Regions from separate parts of the Mus musculus genome. Here region 1 is linked to region 2. The links are chromatin contacts, called in public HiChIP or PLAC-seq maps. All regions are on one chromosome and are shown on one strand. The core of a region is the stretch at or near the end of the contact, and the rest is flanking DNA. Distances in the headings are between cores, read along the strand shown. Region 1 has its middle 8.4 kb from the start of Gm20670. Region 2 has its middle 9.0 kb from the start of Gm39024.

Evidence for each region. HiChIP or PLAC-seq counts read pairs in DNA pulled down with a chosen protein or histone mark.
Region 1: a contact with region 2 is called in an H3K27ac HiChIP or PLAC-seq map of the HPC-7 cell line, with 4 times the contacts expected there. The contact joins two enhancer-like sites. A contact is called at or near these places in 4 of 39 promoter capture datasets (the C10 cell line, the HPC-7 cell line, hematopoietic stem and progenitor cells and 1 more), 1 of 15 datasets of contacts at CTCF or cohesin (large pre-B cells), 11 of 484 Hi-C or Micro-C datasets (3T3-L1-derived adipocytes, the AML12 cell line, CD4 T cells and 8 more) and 7 of 115 datasets of contacts at active chromatin or transcription factors (the HPC-7 cell line, astrocytes, embryonic stem cells and 2 more).

What each region holds. Positions count from the first base shown.
Region 1 is chr7:64,047,509-64,050,208 of GRCm38.p6, forward strand. No RefSeq gene overlaps it. Among named protein-coding and RNA genes, the nearest start is that of Gm20670, 8.4 kb to the right of the region's middle. Within about 2 kb of position 1,278, at least 268 of the 459 cell types and tissues checked have an H3K27ac peak or open chromatin away from gene starts, as enhancers often do. A contact at or near this core is called in the HPC-7 cell line, cerebral cortex, cortical neurons and 1 more, where this site is marked.
Region 2 is chr7:63,964,008-63,966,707 of GRCm38.p6, forward strand. No RefSeq gene overlaps it. Among named protein-coding and RNA genes, the nearest start is that of Gm39024, 9.0 kb to the left of the region's middle. Within about 2 kb of position 1,339, at least 105 of the 459 cell types and tissues checked have an H3K27ac peak or open chromatin away from gene starts, as enhancers often do. A contact at or near this core is called in the HPC-7 cell line, cerebral cortex, cortical neurons and 1 more, where this site is marked.

The DNA.
Region 1 (2,700 bases), core at 28-2,527, 83 kb after region 2:
GCTGGTTTCCAAGGTCAGTGTGGGTCTCTGCCCTTGACTCTTCTGTATCCCTGACCTGAGGGGAACCTTGGGTCTAGGCTTGTGGACAGGGTCACATAAGGAGCAGGCTGGCTGCAGGACTCCCCCCACTGTCCTGTAAAAGCTTCAGTTGTGCAAGGCTACCACTTCTTCCTTAGGTGTCTTAGAAAGGTGGCAGCAAACAGTACTCTCAGTGAGAAAACAATTCATGTAACATAGGCACTGGAAAGGCCTAGTCTTTATCTTACTGTTTGAAGCCAGACAGACTCCAATCCTGGCTGTCTTGCTTGTGTGAGCCAGGCGTGCAGTCCACTCTTGCAATGGCTCAGGCTCCTCCTTTGAAAAATTCGGAGGACAGTAATGAACCTTTATGAGCTATGTGTGAGGTTAAACTGAGGTGTGCCCAGACCCAGACCATGGCTTGGCCTTTGGTAAATACTTAATCAGCCTCAGCTCTAGAACATTCTGCTCCAGTTTCTGTGAAGAGTGTGTTAGCATGCATCCCTGTACTTGGTGAATGTCCTTTTGTGAGGGACAGTTTGTGAATGTTCTCCAGCAAGCCATTAACACGCATTGAGCACCTGAGCCAGACAGAAGACATTCTCAGGTGTGATGTTAGGCAGCTAGGCCACTTCAACTGGCCTTTGAGTGTCCTCTGAGGACAGAGAAAGAGGCCACAGGACCCGTGTTTCCCAGCGCCAGGCTGACATCAGTTTCAGTCACCTTCTTCCTTCTTGCACCACGGACCCTCAGTTCCCCAAGTTTATAGGCAATGAAGAAATGGTCTTGTTCAAAAATATCCAAGCCTGAGGAAGACTAGCTAGGGAGATGAGTGTTACAGAAAGGGGAAGACCGAGTCTGGAGCCTCTAGGGCAGGAGCGTGGAGTTGGAGTTCTGGAATCCTTAGCCTGGGGCTGGTGTGCACTTTTGAGTTTCAAGGTTTCCTCCTTAGCTGGCAGCAGGCACTGGAGTGGCCTCCCCCTCCTTCCTCCTCCTCTCCTGCCTTCTCTGTCTTCCCTCCACCCCTCTTCCCTCAGCCTCCCTTCACCCACTTCCCCAAACCTCTCATGCGAGGGGCGTGGGGGTAGGGAGAGCGGGTGGCACCCACTCTGCTGGGAGGCTGCGTGTATTCTGGGCTCTGGCTGGGGTGGTGGGAGAGAAAATGGGTCAGCACAGGCAGCGACATGGCTGGGGCTGGAGGACAGGGCTTCTGTCTGCTGGTGTCTCCGGTGCAACTGGAGATGGCACGTGACATGGGTGGGCGGGGCTGCCTGTCCACCGCGGGAATGGGGGCTTGAGCGGCTGCTGCGAGACTTCAGGACACCGGTGACTGCCGCCTACCGTCCCTGACCCAGGCCACAGGCTCCCAGATTAATCTCGGAGTTGTCGCTTGTCTGACTACACTGTTCTGGGGACTGTTGGGGAGATGGGTGTGCAAGACGCCCTAGTGACCCCTGTCTTCTGCCTGCCTGTTGTTCTAAACGGCTTCCTCTGGTCAGCTCTCATTCAAGGTGCCATCTTCCTCCCTGCCCCTGGTGTCAGCCACATGTTTCAGCACCCTAAGCCAGTTTCCTGGGGCGGGGCGGGTAGGTTACAGGGTGCTCCATCACCCATCCCCAGGGACAGATCTCTAAATGTCTAGATGGCTCTTACCCTAGCCACTCTGGCTGTGGCCATTCCTAAGGCAAGCGTGACTGCGTTTTGCCCTAGCAGTCCTGAGATGCCTGCCTCTGCAGAATAGCTTAGAGCAAGAAATGGCCCCCAAACCTAAGGACTAGGGGTCTGGGCTAGCCCTAGTAACTATTCAACTTGTCCTTAGTATCTCACGATGTCGGACAGTGTTCCAGGCACCCTGAACTCTCCTGCCCTGGGCCTCTGTAGAAAGAGATAAGAAAGGCTTTCACTGAAAATTTCCCTGCCCCCCTGGTTCCCTCACGTAATCTGGAGGCCTTGTTAGCTAGCTTGCCACAGTTCCTGTTGCTGATAGTGGGATGCTGGCCTTAGACAACGCTTTGCTTGGACTAAGTCTCTCTGAAAAGGGAGATCTTGAGGGGCTTGGGCTTGGCCCAGTCTCCCTCCAGGACTGCCAGGTTTGAGAAGTTATTTCCTGGTCAAATATGAAGTCTATGTTTACTGCACCGTGGTACACATACACCCTTTTGTGTATTCAGCTCCATTTAGCGCTATGACACAGGCAACCGCTTCTGTCCTCTTACTATCCCAACCCCCCCTCGTCTGTATCTAGGTTGGTTGCCAGTGTGGCCCCATTGTTTGGCAAGCACTAGTTGTCTCCCAGGACTGCTGTTAGTTTGTGAGCTGTCCTCCTGTGTGTTCAGTCAGTGAAATACCCCAAGGGGTAGGACAGGGAAGCGGGACAGGAAGAGGGTAGAGAGAGGAGATGGGTGAAAAGTGTCTGGGGCTGAAGAGGCTCTGGGGAAGTGACAGGCTCAGCTCTGCTGAGCAGTAGCCTACAGCCAGACAGAACTGCTGATGAGGGAGCTATCCTGTCTCTTCATGCCTCTCCCTGTTGAGGGAGAGAGGAAGGGTCCTTACCTGCCATTCTCAGGGGTACCTAGGTCGGCTAAGCCTAGGTGCTACAGAATGGAAGAAATATTGACACCCCACCCCCCCCACACTAAGTCTAGAACTCTCAATCTCCCTATTAAATCCACCCACTGACCC
Region 2 (2,700 bases), core at 89-2,588:
GTACACTGAACAGCTACCCCTAGGAGGCTGAGTGGTGGGGTAGGGATGGGGACAGGCCAGGGGAGGGCTGTTGTTTCTTAGATCCAGGTGGCCTTACTGGAGTTATTCAGGCAAGAATTCTGCTCCTTCATACCCAATCGTCCCTTTGAAGACAACACTCAGACAAACGGAGCCAGAGAGAATGCAGGGTGCCTCCATCCGCTGAGGAAAACCTAAGCAGGTGCTTTCTGCACTGGGTGGACTAGCTAGTCACCAGCATCTCCATCCCCATAAGCTAGAGGGGAGAGTGTATGGTCCCAGCACTGTGCACGGGGTTCAGGAAGCCCAGGTACCTTGCGCTCCCTGCTGGGGGCTGACGAAACCCCTTTACCTATCTGACTACCCAGCATCTGCTCTCAATGCACCCAGCCAGCCCAGCCATACTATGGATTATTAATGCCAATTTTCATGAAGAAAAAAAAGTTTTTTGTTTTTTTTAAAATTGGAGTCTCACTATGTGACTCCTGGCTGGCCATAGACTAGGCTGGCCTTGAATTCAGAGATCTCTCTGCCTCTGTCTCCCTAGCGCTGAGATTAAAGGCATGTGTCCAGATATATCCATGAGTTAAAATTTTTATTTTTTAATTAATTAATTAATTAACTAATTAATTAATTAATTAATTTGAGAAAGGGTTTCTCTGTGTAGCCCTGGCTGTCCTGGAACTCACTTTGTAGACCAGGCTGGCCTCGAACTCAGAAATCCGCCTGCCTCTGCCTCCCAAGTGCTGGGATTAAAGGCGTGCGCCACCACCGCCTGGCCGAGTTAAAATTTTTAAGCAGATGAAAATAGAATCACCAATGTAATTTTCTCAGTATCTTTCACAAATACTCTATCAAGCCTTTATTATTTCATCTATAAAATGTGTTTTAACATTAAAAAAAAACTCATAAAAAATAAAAGCATGCATCACCATGAAAACGTATCAAAACTGTCTTTTTAAATTTCTCATTCTTCCTTTTGGGCTGGGGTTATCTGGAGAAATCCTCAAGATGGTTCTGTCGTGGCTGAGTGGCCAGGGAAATGGACCTTGTGCGTACAGACCCTGTTAGCTGATGCACTGTCGCCAAACTATTTTCCATATATAGGCCCTAGGGGTGTTGGGTGTTCCCTGAAGGATCCTGGATGCCACCCATGGGCTTCCTGGAGAGCGCCTGACCCAGGCCCTGGAGGAGTTGGCAGGGTACATTCTCCCTCTTTAGCCTGGCATCCCTGGCTTCCAGGACTGGTACTGCTGGCCAGCCAGGGCTAACCCAGACACTGATGTGTGTTTGAAGCCAGCTGCCACACAAAGCTGCATTGTGGACCTTTGGCTGGCAGGCACAGCACGTGACCACAGAGGGTGGGTGGCAGCCAGATGGGTGTGCCCCACTGCCTTCCTCTGGGCTGGATTCTGCATCCTTCCTTCTGACCCACACAGTGGAAGCCCAGCTAGTTAAGGAGCCATGCAGAATGAGAAAGTACCCCTAAGACCTCCCTCCCTCTGTGTCCCTCTGTGCTCTCAGCAACCAGGCCCAGCTTTACCCAGAACCTTATCCCTTTGTCTCTGTCACAGGCTTCTTATACCACAGGAGCTTGACTGTCACATTTTTTCCTGTGAGAAGGACCACAGGGACAGAGCAGGGCTTTGAGGAGTTGGCTGGAGCCTCAGCTCCCTCATTCCACCCCCACTCCCTTTTTTTTGACCAGTTGGCTCTGACTTCCTGCCTCAGTTTGGGCCACCATGGCTGGAGGAGGAGAGAAGCCCCTAAAGTCAGGGTTTCAACTTACCCAGAAGCGCAGTTTCACATCTGAGTAAAACAGCAAGAACCTCCTGCCCAAGTCACTGACTCTTTCCTTGAACTTCAGGCATGAGTGGGTCTCACAGGCAGAGACAAATCCATACAAAGACAGCCCCCCTCCACTGAGACCAAGTGAAGAAATGGTAGCTTTTCCCTAAGGGGAGTCTGTGTGCAGCTCCCAGACACATTCCTTTCCCTTCCAGACACCAGACAGCATGCATTGCACGTGGGGTGTTATAGCTCAGATGTGGAGTGTTCCCTCAAAGGTCTGGTTCCCAGCTGGATGTTTCTGCTTGGTGGTGGGACCTTTAAGAAAGGGGACCTACTAGGAGGAAGTTGGGTCACTGGAGATGTATCCTTGAGGCCCAGGCCCCTTCCTGTCCCTGCTTTGCCAGGCACCATGAAGACGACAGCCCCTTCATTCCACCCATACACTTCCTGCCTTGTGTTCTTTGTGCCACAGGCTTGAAGACTTAACAAGGCCAAGTAACCATCGGTTGACACCTCAAAGAAACAGGAGCTCTGGAATCGATTTTCCCACTTTTAAGTATGGTATCTCAGATGGTTCTGTCACAATTGCTGGGAACTGGCTGAGAGTTTTGTGGTTGGCCTTCTTGCCTTTCTAGCCACATGGTGCCTGAAGCCTAAGGAAGCTACAAAATGAGGCATCGTTTCTGTGTGCTAATGAGGGCTCTGGTGGCCAAGGTTCTCAGACAGCCTCAGGATGGAGATCCCCATACTAGACGGTTGGTAGTTCTTAGCCCCACCTTGACCTGGTGTCTTAGTCAGGGTTTCTATTCCTGCACAAACATCATGACCAAGAAGCCAGAAGGGGAGGAAAGGGTTTATTCAGCTTACACTTACACACTGCTCTTCATCACC